Regions from separate parts of the Pan troglodytes genome. Here region 1 is linked to region 2. Evidence: chromatin contacts called from public Hi-C data. All regions are on one chromosome and are shown on one strand. The core of a region is the stretch at or near the end of the contact, and the rest is flanking DNA. Distances in the headings are between cores, read along the strand shown. Region 1 has its middle 100 kb from the start of TMEM242. Region 2 overlaps ARID1B (AT-rich interaction domain 1B).

What was found. A called contact is a pair of places that touch in the nucleus more often than the background predicts.
Region 1: a contact with region 2 is called in a Hi-C map of stem cell-derived neural progenitor cells, with 5 times the contacts expected there. The contact joins two enhancer-like sites. A contact is called at or near these places in 1 of 7 Hi-C or Micro-C datasets (stem cell-derived neural progenitor cells) and 1 of 1 datasets of contacts at active chromatin or transcription factors (stem cell-derived excitatory neurons).

What each region holds. Positions count from the first base shown.
Region 1 is chr5:169,245,929-169,253,598 of NHGRI_mPanTro3-v2.0_pri, forward strand. No RefSeq gene overlaps it. Among named protein-coding and RNA genes, the nearest start is that of TMEM242, 100 kb to the right of the region's middle. Within about 2 kb of position 5,388, at least 13 of the 24 cell types and tissues checked have an H3K27ac peak or open chromatin away from gene starts, as enhancers often do. A contact at or near this core is called in stem cell-derived neural progenitor cells, where this site is marked.
Region 2 is chr5:169,002,785-169,009,783 of NHGRI_mPanTro3-v2.0_pri, forward strand. The region is part of intron 4 of ARID1B (AT-rich interaction domain 1B); the gene reads left to right. Among named protein-coding and RNA genes, the nearest start is that of ARID1B, 260 kb to the left of the region's middle. Within about 2 kb of position 4,052, at least 8 of the 24 cell types and tissues checked have an H3K27ac peak or open chromatin away from gene starts, as enhancers often do. A contact at or near this core is called in stem cell-derived neural progenitor cells, where this site is marked.

The DNA of each region.
Region 1 (7,670 bases), core at 4,138-6,637, 240 kb after region 2:
CAACAGCATCACCACCACCACCACCATCAATATCAATACTACCAACACCAACACTACCAATACCACCAACAGCATCACCACCACCACCACCATCAATATCAATACTACCAACACCAACACCACCAATACCACCAACAGCATCACCACCACCACCAATATCAATACTACCAACAGCATCACCACCACTACCACCAACAGCATCACCACCACCACCACCACCATCAATATCAATACTACCAACACCAACACCACCAATACCACCAACAGCATCACCACCACCACCATCAATATCAATACTACCAACACCAACACCACCAATACCACCAACAGCATCACCACCACCACCAATATCAATACTACCAACAGCATCACCACCACTACCACCATCACCATAACACCACCAACAACACCAACACCATTACCACCACCAATGACACCAACACCACTACCACCACCACCACCCTCACCAACACCAACACTAAACCATCACCACCAATACCAACACCACCACCAATACCAACACCACCACCACAATACCATCACCAACACCATTACCACCACCACCATCCCTACCACCACCATCACCACCACCATCATGACCACGATCACCATCACTGCCCAAGCCATCACTACCATAATCGCCATCACCAGCAACATCATCACCACCAACACCAGCACCAGCACCATTGCTACCACCACCATTGCCAGCACAACCACCACCACTACCACCAACACTAGCACTATCACTGTCACCACCACCACCATCACCACTATCACTACCACCACCACAACACCAACACTATTACCACCACAAACACCATCATCACCACCACCATCACCACCACTACCATCATCACCATCAACAACACCGTTACTACCACTGCCATCACCAATATTATTACTCCTACTACCAACAACACTAACACCACCACTTCCACCTCCATCGCTAGCCATCATCATGTGTACACACACACACACACATGCACACATACACATTTTGTAAGTTAAATAGTGAATGAAGAAATTTGCAGGAAAAAAGTTTGCTGACCTCCTGCAATGGTGTCGAGAATGCTATTATTTACATGTTTCTATCTTAACAGAGGCTCAACTTCCCTCTATCCTTGGTGAGGAGTAGATCCTATAAAACAACAGTAGATAAGTGGGTCTCAAACTTCATCATGCAAGAGAATCACCCAGAGGGCTTGTTAAAACACAGATTCCAGGACTCCACCTAGAGTTTCTGATTCAGCAGGTCTGGCTTTGGGCTTACTCATTTGGGTTTCTAATAGGTTCCCAGGTGATGGCTCTGGGGCCACACTTGAGAATCATTACAGTAGGTGAGGCACATACTCACATTCGCACACACACACAGAAACACTTGCAGAATGGATCAAACCTTTTTTATGTAAAAGTTTCTGTCAGAGTAGAGCTTGGAGAATGTGGAGAAATAAAAATTAAATAAAATGAGAGCTAAAGACATGTTAAAACCATTTAACCAGCTGAGAAAAGTAATGTTATAATATGATTGGCCCGGAGATATAAATTTTGGAGACATATAGAAAATAGAAGTTTTAAGGTCAAAGAAACCTTTCCGATGCTAGGACAGAGATGGAACCATTCAGAAGCAGCTGTAATGTGGAGGTGGAGCCATGGATGAGCTGAGAAGCAGCAAGCAGTGATGTCAAGGCCCAGCGGTGGGTGGGGAGGATCCCTGCTGAAGGCAGGAGGTGCCATGAGGGGCGTGAACACAGTGTCCCTGGTGACCCGGTCAGCAGCATTGCAAAATGTTGGTGCAGCCAGCACCTGTTTTCAGACATGACCAAGGCCCCAAGAAAGAGGCCAGCAGCTAAGGGGGTCAGCGGAGCAGTGGGAAGTGGGGACCCTGAGTCAGAAGCCTGGCCCTTGTCACCCACTAGCACTCACTTAGCCTGTCCGCGATGACACAAAATGCCAACAACAGTCAGAGCTTGCCAGCTGCCCAATTGCTCTGCAAGGCTCAAAGCGCTCTTATTACCAAAAGTGAGACTAAAATGCAGACGGTACATCCAACTCAAGAGAAGCTACCCTGCTTAGAGGGTTCTGTATGCTTTGTCTCAGGTTTGAGGCAGTTTAGAGACAGATGAGCAGATAGACTTGCAGAGGGGCTGTGGAGAGACTGCACAAGGGTAGGCAGGTGAGGTAGCAGCCCCCGGCAGACCCAGTCACCTCCCTTGGCCTCTTGGTGCCTGAAATGCTGCCTTCTGATATGCTGTTCATCTGAAGACCTTTCCATGTTCCAGAGTTTCTGCTGAAAATGCAAATATCCCTGGGAGATGTGGTGCCTTACGCCCTCTAGCCTGGGAAGCAGCTGGCCCTGGCCACCCGCACAGAGCCGGGATGTTTGGGCTCACTCTTCCTGCCTTGTGTGGCCCCTGCGTATATTTTTAGCTGATTTTTCAACTTTGCAAACATCCAGGGAGGAAAGAGCAGCCAGAAAACACAGGTCTCAATATTCAGATGGAAAGAAAACTCATTTGGAGCTAATCCTAATGGTTCTCAATTCAAAAAATATGGGCTGGTACCAAGAAGATGTTCAAAGATCTCACCATTTCTTGAAGCTGAGTCTTCCCTGGCCTCCATCACATATCCATGACAGTGATAGGGGGTGTGACAGGCATCAGGATTTTTAAAACTCCCCAGATGACTCCGACGGGCAGCCAAGCTTGAGAACCCGTGGCCTGGTCCGCTGTTAGGGTGACAGAAACCCAGGGCTGGCGTTCCCCTCCTCCACCTGCTCGCTGTGTGGTCATAGGTCAGTTCCCCGCAGTCTGAGTGCCCAGCACTGTCACCTGGGAAATAGGAGGGGCAACTTCCTTCCCAGGGTAGATGTATCAGAGATAATGTGTGTGAGACTGCCCGAGGCATGGAGGTCGGGGGCGGGGGGGCTGGCCAAAGAGAGATGTCATTATTTGTGATTTTACTGAGGAAGAAACTGAGGCACTGAAGCTGTGCATAAACCTTGGTCTGGCTCCCATCTGGAAAACGAGACAGTTGGAGTGGAAAATGTCAAAGGTTCCTTTGAGCTCTAGCAATGTGGAGTTCTGCAGTCAGAGGGTTGAAATGCTGGGACATCTTGAATTGTTTTGAAAGAAAAGACTCATAAATGAGGCACATCTCTCCCCCAGAGCCTTAGGAAACAGCCTGAATCCATGCACAGTGAAACAAAACGAAACAGAGCCTCAGCTACTGAATTCATCTCCTCCCCTGACGCCCCGTTGCCCAGGGCCTCTCATTTCCACAGACTGCAGTTGCAACCTCTTGCCCTTCTTGGTCGCCAGTCGTTTCAGGTCCTGGGCTAATGGACGTGGCCTGGGAGTGATCGGCCAGGGCCATTACCCCTTGGACGGTGCTGTAGGCAGACCTAGGCTTCGGGGCTCCTGGGCTCCTGGACCCCTGGAAGAGTGTTGAGAAACATCTGGACAGGATTTCTCAATCTGGGCACTACCGACATTTTTAGCAGTGAATTCTTTTTTCGTGGGGACCTGTGCTGTGCATTGCAGAATGCTTAGCAGCATCCTGGCCTCTACCCACGAGGTGCCAGTAGCACCCTCTTAGTGGGGAAACGTCTCTAGGCAATACCAGAGACGTCCCCTGGGGGAAGAGAGGCAAAACTCCACCCACCAACCCCCTGCCCCCAGCCTCTCATTGAGAACTGCTGATCTGGAGGCACCCTAGTTGTCCGGAGGCGGAGGGAGGAATGGGGCTCCTTGGGGTCAATATTAATTTGTTTTGTATTCCTTGTATTTAAATCCACACAAGAAAAAGCCACTCTACAAAGGGCAGAGTTGTTTCCACTGCAGATGGACTCTGCGGGGACTAGAGGAAAGGATGGGATTTTCTTCTTCGAGGTGCTCTTTAAAAGGACACCCTAAAGCCCGGTAGCTGCAGCCAGGGATGAGACCTCACCAACCAAGGCGACGTAGGTAACAGGGCCCATGGGCCCCCAGGAGGCTCACAGGGAGGGCCCTCCCCTGGCCAGGCCTCGGGTGGGCTGGGTTTGCCGGCTATGCCCCGCCCACACTCGCCCTCCCAGCGGGCCCAGCTCCTATACCCTGCTGGGTGCGTCTTCACTGTGGTTCACAGAGAGACGTTCTCACTGCCTTGCTCTGTGGAAAAGCAGATTGCCGAGGTGGATGGGAGGGATCCCTGTTTTGGAAAAATAACATATCACCGTACACACACCCACACGCAGAGGGGAAAATGTGGCAGCAGACACCAAAATATTCCTATAGTTATTGATGGAAGCTGGGATTTCAGGTGCCTTTTTTGCTTATGTTTTCTCATTTTTTGACCTTGAACATGTAGTTACTTATAACAAGAAAAAGTCATTCGAGAAAGTAAAGAAAGTAGACAGAAAATGGCACCTTAAAACCCAAACCGCCAGAAACACCACTTAGATCTCAAAAAGGCACTAGGAAAAGCCCACTTCTGGTTTTTGGGTTTTGGCACCCACCATGCAGAGGGCGGCCCCTGGGTGCTGAGAGTTCCGGGGTCGGGAGCGGGATACAGGTGGGTAAATGAGCGGCTCCGAGAGGGTGCAGCTGCGGGCGCTGAGGACTGAAGTCTCCTGGGAGCACGCGCGGGGGACAGGGGCGACCCCAGGAGGGGAACGGCGGCCACGCCCGGGGACCGACGCTGCAGCCGGGAGGAGGCTCAGTCTCTGCGCCTGGGGGAGTCCAGGGAGATGCCAGGTGGGCGCGGCCAGACGCGGGACCTGGGGACCACGGGACCCGCAGCCACGCCTTCAGGACGCGTGGGCGGGACGGGCTCCGTGGGCTTCTGATGAGGACGGTCGGGGAGATGTCGCCTGCGCGTTTCCGGGAGCCTCCAGTGGCCCCGGTTCCAGGGGACCAGACAGAAAACAAAAGAGCAAAAGGCAGCCAAGGCCTCCAGCTAGGGGTCATCCCCGCAGCCCCGGTCTCGGACGGGGCGGGAGGCCGCTGTGGGGACGCGCCGCCGGGCCTCGCTGTCAGGTCGCCCGCGCCCCGCTCCGCCCGCCCCGCACAGGCGGCGACAGCCCCGCCTAGGCCCGCGCCTCGGCCGCCCTCTGCTGGGCGAAGCGAGCACCACGGCCGAGCGGCGGCCCCGGGAGCGCCGCGGGGACTGCAGAGCGCGGGGAAGCGGCGGCAGCGGAGGCTCGGCCTGGAAGGCAGGGGCCTTGGGGGCGTCCGGGGAGAGGGCGGGGGACATCTGTCCAGCGTGGGCCGTGCGCGGTGCCGAGCGCGCGGGGAGGGCCGAGGAGCTAGACGCGGACCCAGCTCCTCCAGGAGCCGGGAGGGATGGGAGGGACAGAGGGTAAACGGGCAGTGCCGGCCGAAGCCCGGTGGGACTCGGCGGCAGACAGACAGGCGGCTTCCGAGGGAGGACCCGGGGCCGGGCGCGGGCGGCGGGAGGCGAGGCTCTGGAGGCCTGGCGCTTCTCTGCACCGCGAAGACCCGGAGGCTTCAAGCAACAGACGCGGTTCTGGAGGCGGGAAGTCCAGAGTCAAGGTCCCCGAAGGCTGGGGGAGAGAATCTGTTCCATGCCTTTCTCTTGGCCTCTGGGGCTGCAGGGTCCTCAGAGTTCGGGGCTTGTCTCCCGTCACTCCAGTCTCTGCCTCTGTGGCCACATGGCCCTGTGTCCCTGTGTCTGTCTTTTCTCCTTTTACAAGGACAACAGTGGTCTTGGAGTAGAGCCCACTCTCATCAAATATAGCTTCATTTTGGACGGGCGCTGTGGCTCACGCCTGCAATCCCAACACTTTGGGAGGCCAAGGAGGGTGAATCACCTGAGGTCAGGAGTTCGAGACCAGCCTGGCCAACATGGTGAAACCCCATCTCTACCCAAAATGCAAAAATTAGCCAGGCGTGGTGGCGGGCGCTTGTAATCCCAGCTACTCAGGAGGCTGATACAGGAGAATCGCTTGAACCTGGGAGGCGGAGGTTGCAGTGAGCCGAGATCGCGCCACTGCACTCCTGCCTGAGCGACCAAGTGAGACTCCGTTTAAAACAAAACAAAACAAAACAAAACAAAACAAAACTCCTGTAATCCCGGCACTTTGGGAGTCCAAGGCAGGCGGATCACCTGAGGTCAGGAGTTTGTGACTAGCCTAGCCAACATGATGAAACCCCATCTCTACTAAAAATACGAAAAATTAGGCTGGTGGCGGGTGCCTGTAATCCCAGCTACTCAGGAGGCTGAGACAGGAGAATCGCTTGAACCTAGGAGGCGGAGATTGCAGTGAGCTGAGATCGCGCCACTGTACTCCAGCCTGGGTGATAGAGTGAGACGGCGTCCCCCTCTCAAAATAAATAAATAAAAATAAATAAAGTGTGTGTGTATATATACATAGCTTCATTTTAACTTGATGAAAATGGAAAGGCCTGATTTTCAAAGAAGGCTTCAACACTGAAATCTTCAACACCAGGGGTTTGGACTTTAACACACCTTTTGTGGGGACACAGTTCCACATACAGCAGGCCTGTTCCAGGTGGGCGTGCAAAGTCCACAGGGCTTCACTCCCAAGGCAGAGAGAACCTTGAAAGTTGTCATGATCTCACCTCACCGGAGTGGCCCTAGAAGGCAAGAGCCCAGCCCTGAGTCCCAGGAAGGAGGATTCCAAGCACTTCCATTCCCCAGGGAGGGAGGGGGCTTGGGGACTGCTTGGGGTTTTAGATCAACCCATGTATTGTAGGCAACGATTATTTTATTCTCAAAAAACAACCATGCCACAAATATCCCTCCTTCACTTTCTTTAGTTAGAAGAGCGAGCCATGTTCACTGAGGGAAAATGGGGAAAGTAGATTATAAAGGTTTAAAATCCCAGTGCCCCATGATGGCCGCACACGAAAAGGTGCATCTGTCTACCTAAGTGGGTTGGATGTCACTGTCTGCAGTGGAATAATGCCACATGCCAACCTTTCTGGAACTATGACTTTTGCCGTCACTTTTAAAGTTTAGTTTCCTAGACTCATCAATAGGGCTGTTCTCTGAAAATATGACCTGCAGTTAGGACTCGGTGCCTCTATAAGTGGCAGGTGCTTTGCTCATGTGGCTCAGAAGATGTGGAGAGTCTGGGCCTGTCTTGAGGAGGTGAGCTTGGGGAGGGTGCCCCTTGGCCACAGGCGCCACGCTCTGGCAGGACCAGGGGATGTGACCTTCTAAGGAGACACGACCCTGGTAAATAAGCAAGATCGCTGCCGGAAGAATAAGGCCGAAAGTGTCCAGAAAGGATGGGGGTGGGGAAGAGACCCAGGGGTCTCGCAGGCCAGGAGCAGGGCCAGGCTGGCTGTGGGAGAGTTGAGAAAGAGGGGGTGCGGGGGCTGCACGGAGAGGGGAGTGTGTGTGTGTGTACTGCTTCTTTTGAACAATGTAGAGTTCTCTATTACAATTGCTACATACCAATAGCCTTAAATGACAAACTAATCTCACAGAGTAAGATTTCAAAAAATAAAGGACTGAAATAAAGGCATGCACTGGGCTCTCTCTCATGGTGTCTTTTCCCCCTCCTGAGATAAGAAACTTCCTTTGTAGCCCAGGGATCTCCGTTCAGCCAGAACCAGAACTCTCTTTAGAGTTAAACCCACAATAGAAGAGCCTCCATTTCCCTCTCCTGCACTCCAACCAGCAGGGAAGCCCTTCTCTCCTCTGGT
Region 2 (6,999 bases), core at 2,802-5,301:
TGTTATTTTAAATAATGTGGTACACATGCTTAATATATAAATGGTAGATCACAAATTATAACTTGAAGATAGCTCTTTCTAGCGGCTTGATTGCTGGATAAATGGGCATGAGTATGTTTGAGGATATTGATATGTAATGGAAGATTGTTTTCTGGGCGGGTCATTCTTAGCTACGGGCCCACCATAGATGTTGAGAAACCTAGGTGTACACATAAACCTGGACCACTATATTTTTAATTTTTGCTACCTTGAAAGATAAGATGTTTATTCACATTTCCATGATTATTAATTGACATGAAACAATGGGTAATGTTATTATTGACTTATTTTGTTAACTAATTACTTTTAATTGAACAAGAAGCACATGTAGTTGGTGGGAAAAGTTCTTAGATTGATGTGTTTCTTCCATTTCTTTCCAAAAATATTCTAAGTACATCAAGTATATGACTCACCCCCACCTTTTTAAAAAAAACTGATGGTAGCTTACTGTGCACACCCTTTCCATTCTTTTTACTTAATAGAGTATCCTGGAAATCTTTTCTTGTCTGCACACATAGATTTACCTCTGTCTTTGTAACAGAAGCATAGTCTTCTATGTTCGACTATACAGTAATTTACTGTAAACTTAACTCCCTTGGCAATGAAAATTTGGTTATGTTCACTTTTCACTGTTACAAACAACTCCAGTAAACATTGTTTTAAATATTTATTTTTATACTTTAGGATCAGTGGAATTGTTGGGGTTAATACTTGCATAATCATATACATGCGCATTTTGATTGATACTGCCAATTGTATTTTATTCCAGTATATATTTTCATCAGCAGTGCAAGGCTGTGATTTGAATAATTACCCAAACCTGTGTATATGTTGTAATTATTACAAGGTTTAATCTTTAGTACAATATGACTTTATTTGTATTCCTTTAATTATGAGTATCGTTCATTATACATTGTTATAAATGAGCATTATTTCTCACTTTAGTTCCTCTTTTTGTGACAGTGTGATACTGATTTTAGAACTATTTAAAAAAATAAATTGCAGCATAGTTTTGGCATTGCTTTATTTTAACGATAATGCTGCTAGAATTAGTATACTCTATTTTCAATGAGCGCTTTACATTGTGAACATAAAAAGGACTTTGAAAGTGAAAGAGAAAGGAAAGTACGGCCAGTTTTACTTCCAAATTCATGAATTCTTGTTTTCCCAATTTTCTTACTGGAATGATTGGAAATTAAGGTGATTTGTGTTATTTTTGGTGGAGGTGGGGTGTAGGGTAATTGGGAAAGAGATGTCAATTGAAGGTTTTTGTGCTTTAGGAGAGTGAGGACTGTAAATGGCTTAGCTGCTGCTGAACTTTACAGACTGAACTTTCACAGAGCTCTTAGAGGTTCTCTACAAATGGAATCCTTTTAGGCACTTGTGTTATAAAATGTTGATTGTAACATTTGAAATAAGTGTGAGTTAATGGAAAGGGCCTTGTCTTTGCCTTTAGGAAGTTTCTACTTTGTTATCCTAAACCTGCCCCTTCACACCTCTGTACTTCAGGAACCCTTGAAAAGTTCTCTCTCCCATTGAAGTGAAACATGGGTCTCATCAGAGTATTCAAATTTGTCTCTGTATTTGTTACAGTGTCCGTGTGGAGGAGGAGAACGTTGGCTATTATGTCCTAATTTTACATTTGATTAAACCTGTGACTTTTTTTTTCTTACTGCTAATTTTTAAGTCTCCCCACATCAAAGTTTAAAAAGAAAAATAACACAATGAATAATCTTATCTTTTCATTTATGAATTAGAATTTATTTTTGACTGTATAATAGATACTTACATACATTTCACTTAGATATTTATACCTAAGCTAAACTCATTTTCTTATGACATTAAGCACAAAACATTGCATTTAATAAATATCTGGACAGTATTTATTATGAATGAGTGATGGTCTTTTTGAGATTAGAGCAGATAAATGCAGATTATAGGCAAAGAATTAGTATTTTAGCATCAATGCTGTGTCTTCCCAGTACAGTATCCAGTCTTTCCATTGAGAATTTCCCAAATTTTTCAGTTGTATATTCTTGTTTTAATCGGATTAACACAGATCTACTTCTAGTTTATGTATAAGAATGATGGGTGGTTTTGTCTTATGAAATATAGTTATTGACTTTTCTGTTGTTGTTGTTCAAATTTATGACAAAAGGAACAAAAAAGCTTAGCTGATTTTGGCCGGTAAGTTTAATGACTACTACCTGGAAATTAAGTGTGAAAGTTGAAATACTCCTTTGCTCCCACTAGAGGGGGATTCCTTCCAACTTAGGTAAAAATGCTCTTAGACTCAGCGTGAAAACCTTGTGTGACATTGATATTCCCTTTGTATTAAATTGAGGATAACCTCATGTTTTTAAAATCAGCTGATTTTCTGTAGTTGCTGATATTAAAATCTTACAGAAATAGAGGATGTAAAGGATACTTGAACTAGGGTACATGTATATTTAAACAATAGTGCTTTTGAACAAAACATAAATACTTTTGTAGAGTTGCTGTAATTAAATTCATTTAAAGGTATATTAAGAGTTTCAAAACAACTCCCCCAGCCCTGCTGGAGATAGAATCTGGGGTGAAGGGTGCCCTGGTGGGATCTGACTCCCTCCTCCCACCCACAAGGTCTGTCACTGTCTCTGTCTGCTGAAATAGCCACAGAGAGAGTTCTAAATTTCACACGAAAGCTTTGATTTGCTCTCACCTCAAGTTGTCAAATATATTAAAGCCTTATCTTTAAATAGAGCTCTATTTACTATTGAATTTTCTTGTTACATTGACTTTTTATAATATGATAAAATATGCAGAACTCACTGAAGATTTTTTTTTTTTGCAAAGTTAAACTGTAATATATTTTAAAAATAATTCTATTTGTGTTAAAAATAGCACATCAAGGGTGAGGTATGCAGATATGATCTATATGTGTAATTCACAAGCAAATGTCATACGATGTTCACAGTATTTAAGATTCAGCATATTTCCTGTTCGCGTTTTTCCTTTAAAGTCTCCAATGTTGATTAGAGGTTTTAATTTAAAAAATAGTTGAGGTTAGTAACCTAGCATTGTGAAAGTCAGGGCTTGGGAAATTCAAACATGTAATCTTTTTTCCTTTTCTTAAATGAAAAGTCTATAATAAGGCCTTGTTTCTAAATCTAACAGCCTTGGAAATTAAAATGTAAACAGAAATGCTGTCAGTGAAACTTACAATGATTTTTTCTACTATAATTGATTCAACATTTCAGTCTTTAGCCTAAAATCATATTTGGTATCAGCAACATATGGTTTTCTATGAAAACGAGGCTGCTCATCTCCATCCCTAATGGTAGTATCTTTCTTTTGCTTTCCGCACCAGGCTCTGCCAGTGCCAGGGGGTGGTCAGTGAGCCTGGCTTTCAGTGAAGCAGTTGGAGAAGACAATTTGCTTCCTTGTTTCTTCTTTTGACCCTTTTAACTTTCATACTGGATGAAAGTCTTATTGTCATGGCCTTCCTTTCTATATTTTCTGTCCACAAGGGAAGAATACAATTTTGTTTTATAGCAGGACACATTAGATAGGCCTATATGCCTTCTACTTAAACACCTGCCACACATGCCTAGTTTTAAAAGGTTTAAAACTGACAGTGAAGCCTGTTACAGTCTGATATTGCCCACCCACCCCGTCTTCCTCTTTAAAAATACTCAGATGTGTTCTGTTGCCTTCTTTCCTTGTTCTTTTCCATCGTGTATTGGTACTTTGCAATAGTCAAAGTTAAAAGCTTTACACACGACACTGAATAATTATGTTTAAAAAACAGTAATTATCAATACACGTTTTGTTCCTCGCAGCTTTTTAAAATTCATGTTAATGAGCTCTGTCTTCTATGCATGAGACTGACAGGCAGTCTTGAAGTTTTGCCATCATTTCACAACTTGTTGCTTAGACACTGCCTGCCTTTTCCAGAGTATTGCTTTCAGGAACTCTTGCTCTGCAACATTCCAGAGATCCAGCGCTGCCCACTCTGATCTGAGCAGGACAAGAATCTACTGGTAGCACACATGCATAGTGAGATTGCTCTACAAAGGGCAGCTTCCCCTCACTGTCTGTCAGTAAAAGATCAAAAGGCATATGCAACATGTTGTGATTTAGGTGAGAAGGATGATTCTACTCACTTCCTGGATTGTTTTTGAGGAACTTCAACCACTACGTCCACATGATGGCAGATGGATTCATTTGATAGGAGCTCCCGCCGTCTTATAGAACTGAAACCCAGACGGTGACTGGGATTTCAGCCCAGCTCTTGAAGATACTCACAGATCTCTCTTTCTTGACAACTGACATAAATGGAATGCCAGTTTTCTCAGAACTCTCAATTCTAGGCCATGCCTGTGTCTGGTTTCTGTGGCTAGACTCAAAGAGGTTTTTGATAGTGCCTAAATTATGTTTTTCCTTATGATTTCAGGTTGAAGTCTTGGCCTCGGAGGATGCAGCCTTTGGACTCAAGGTGTGTAGTCTGGTGTAGTTCATTGTGGAGGTTTTTGTCAGTTCCTCCTAGGTGGATTTGAAGGTTCAACAGAGGGGACTTATTTTTTTTTTAATCATAATCAAAACACTGAGGTTTAAAAATCTTCACAAGTTTAAGATTTCTCTTATTGTGATTAAGATTAGACTGTGGTAGTATTTTCATTACCTTCTTTGTTGTGTAGAAAGAAACAATACAGGAAAACAAGAGTTTCGTTTAGTAGTAATTGACTTTTAAATTTCAACCCGGCATAGCACAAGATTTGCTTAAATTTTGCCCCAGTTTGGGGGTACTGAAATCTAAGATGTTATCAGAGTGCTGTATTTAGTTCATAGCTCCAGCGTTATTCATTGATTTATTAAACGTCCCCGCTTCAGACAGAACCCCTACCGTCCAGTTACAACCGGATTGAAAACCCAGCTCCTTCCCGTGAGGACCTCATGACCAGCTGACAGATCTAAGCCTATAAGCAGATAAATCATCCCACAGGGTAGCTGTATCCATGCAAGAAACATGCCAGAGGCTGCGAGTCGGGTGGAGTGGAGAATGGGAAGGCTTTCTAGGAGGTGGATCCCTGGGCTGAGTTTTGAGGGCTTAGGTTATACTGAGGCAAGAAAGGAGGGCAGGAGAAATGAGAGCTATTTTCGGGTAGAACAGCCACCATGAAAAATATCTGAGAAAGCTAAAAGTAGTTAAGTTTCTGTCTGTGTGGCAAGATCTGAGACTGGAGAGGTTAAAGATAACTTTCTCCTATAAAAAATGGTAAGCTATTAAAAGATTTTAAGCCAGGTAGTGGTCAGATTTGCAATTTAGACAGATGACTTTGGCCACTTTTTGGAGGACGGATTAACCAGAGACCAGTTAAAAGCAGTTGAATAGACCCAGTAAAAGTGAACACAGGCCTGAGCTGGCATAGTAGAAGCAGTGTCAGAGGGCAGAGGACTAGCAACCTCAGTGTGCAGGTCTGGTGCCTGCTGGGGTGTGCAGAGTAGGAAAAGAGGAGCTCAAGATGAGTCCAGGGACAATATGGTGTCACCCTGAGATAGAGAACACAAGAGGAAGAATTACAGATTTTTAAAAATTATAATCTTCCAGACCTGAATTGTCGATCAAATTACTTGCCTTTTGTACATATTTGCTGATAATTTTTAAATTTGTTAAATTTTGAGTAAATTGGGAGGCATTTGCCTTTTGTACATATTTGGTGATAATTTTTAAATTTGTTAAATTTTGAGTAAATTAGGAGACACTTATTAGAGAACTCTGATTTCATTTTCATATAGAGGTGTAGAAGTATAGGGTAGGTGCCATCAGTTACTTCGGAAGTCAGTTTGGGAGGATAGGAAGGTTGGTAGAAACTATTACAGAACACCAGGTATTGGTGACGACCCTCACGTGACTCCTCCATGTGCTACATCTTTGGCTTGAAACCAAGTTGGATTATTTATATATACATATATATATTTTACCATTTTTTTATCCTATATGCTTGACATTTCAAAAGCACAGTCTACCAGTTGTACAGTAATGACAGGTAAGATGACACTGTAATGCTACCAAAAGCAAAGTTTCTGAGGTTACAAATGTAGCACGATTTTACATTCATAAATATATGAAGAAAATTAAATTAATACTTTATAAATACTTGATACAACTCAAGTTTATAACCCTAATAAATTTTTTATGTTTCTGTATCTGCCAAAAATTACTAAAAGAAATTATTCTAAATAGAACCTAATTCAGTATTATTTACAGTATTTAACATATGGTTGTCTTGTGAATTTTTCATTTTTTATTTAATGCCCAGCATACATGTGGAATATTCATTGCATTTTTAATAAACCTGTAGGGTCAGTTCTTAGGAGCTCATTTTCATAATCCTTCATACTTACTGAGTATGCAGCAACGTTATAGAAGATTAGTGTAGCCAGCAGCTCTCATAGTCTGCCCTGCTGTGTGAAGCCTCCGTGTTTGTTCTGTGGCCAACGTAACAGGTTCCTTTTGTAGCCTTAACTTTTTTTTTTTGAGACTGGGTCTCACTCTGTTGCCCAGGCTGGAGTGCAGCGGCGCGATCATGGCTCATTGCAGCCTCAACCTCCCAGGCTCAAGCGATGCTCCCGCCAGCCATGTGCCACCATGCCTGGCTAATTTTTTATAAAAATGCAGGTCTAACTATGTTGCCCAGGCTGGTCTTGAACTCCTCGCCTCAAGTGATCCCTGGTCTTGGCCTCCCAAAGAGTAGTGTTGGCATTACAGGCGTTAGCCACTGCTCCTGACCTCATAGCCTTAAATTTAATAAGTTGAAACAACAGTGAAAATTTTTTTCAACAATCCAGCGACTTTCACAGTAATAGATGCTTTTAGCTTTTGCTCATCTATACTGAAGTGTTTATACATATAATTAAAAATGGGAAATTTGACATTTCTTTTTACTGCTTCATTATCTGGAAGTCGGCAAGTATATT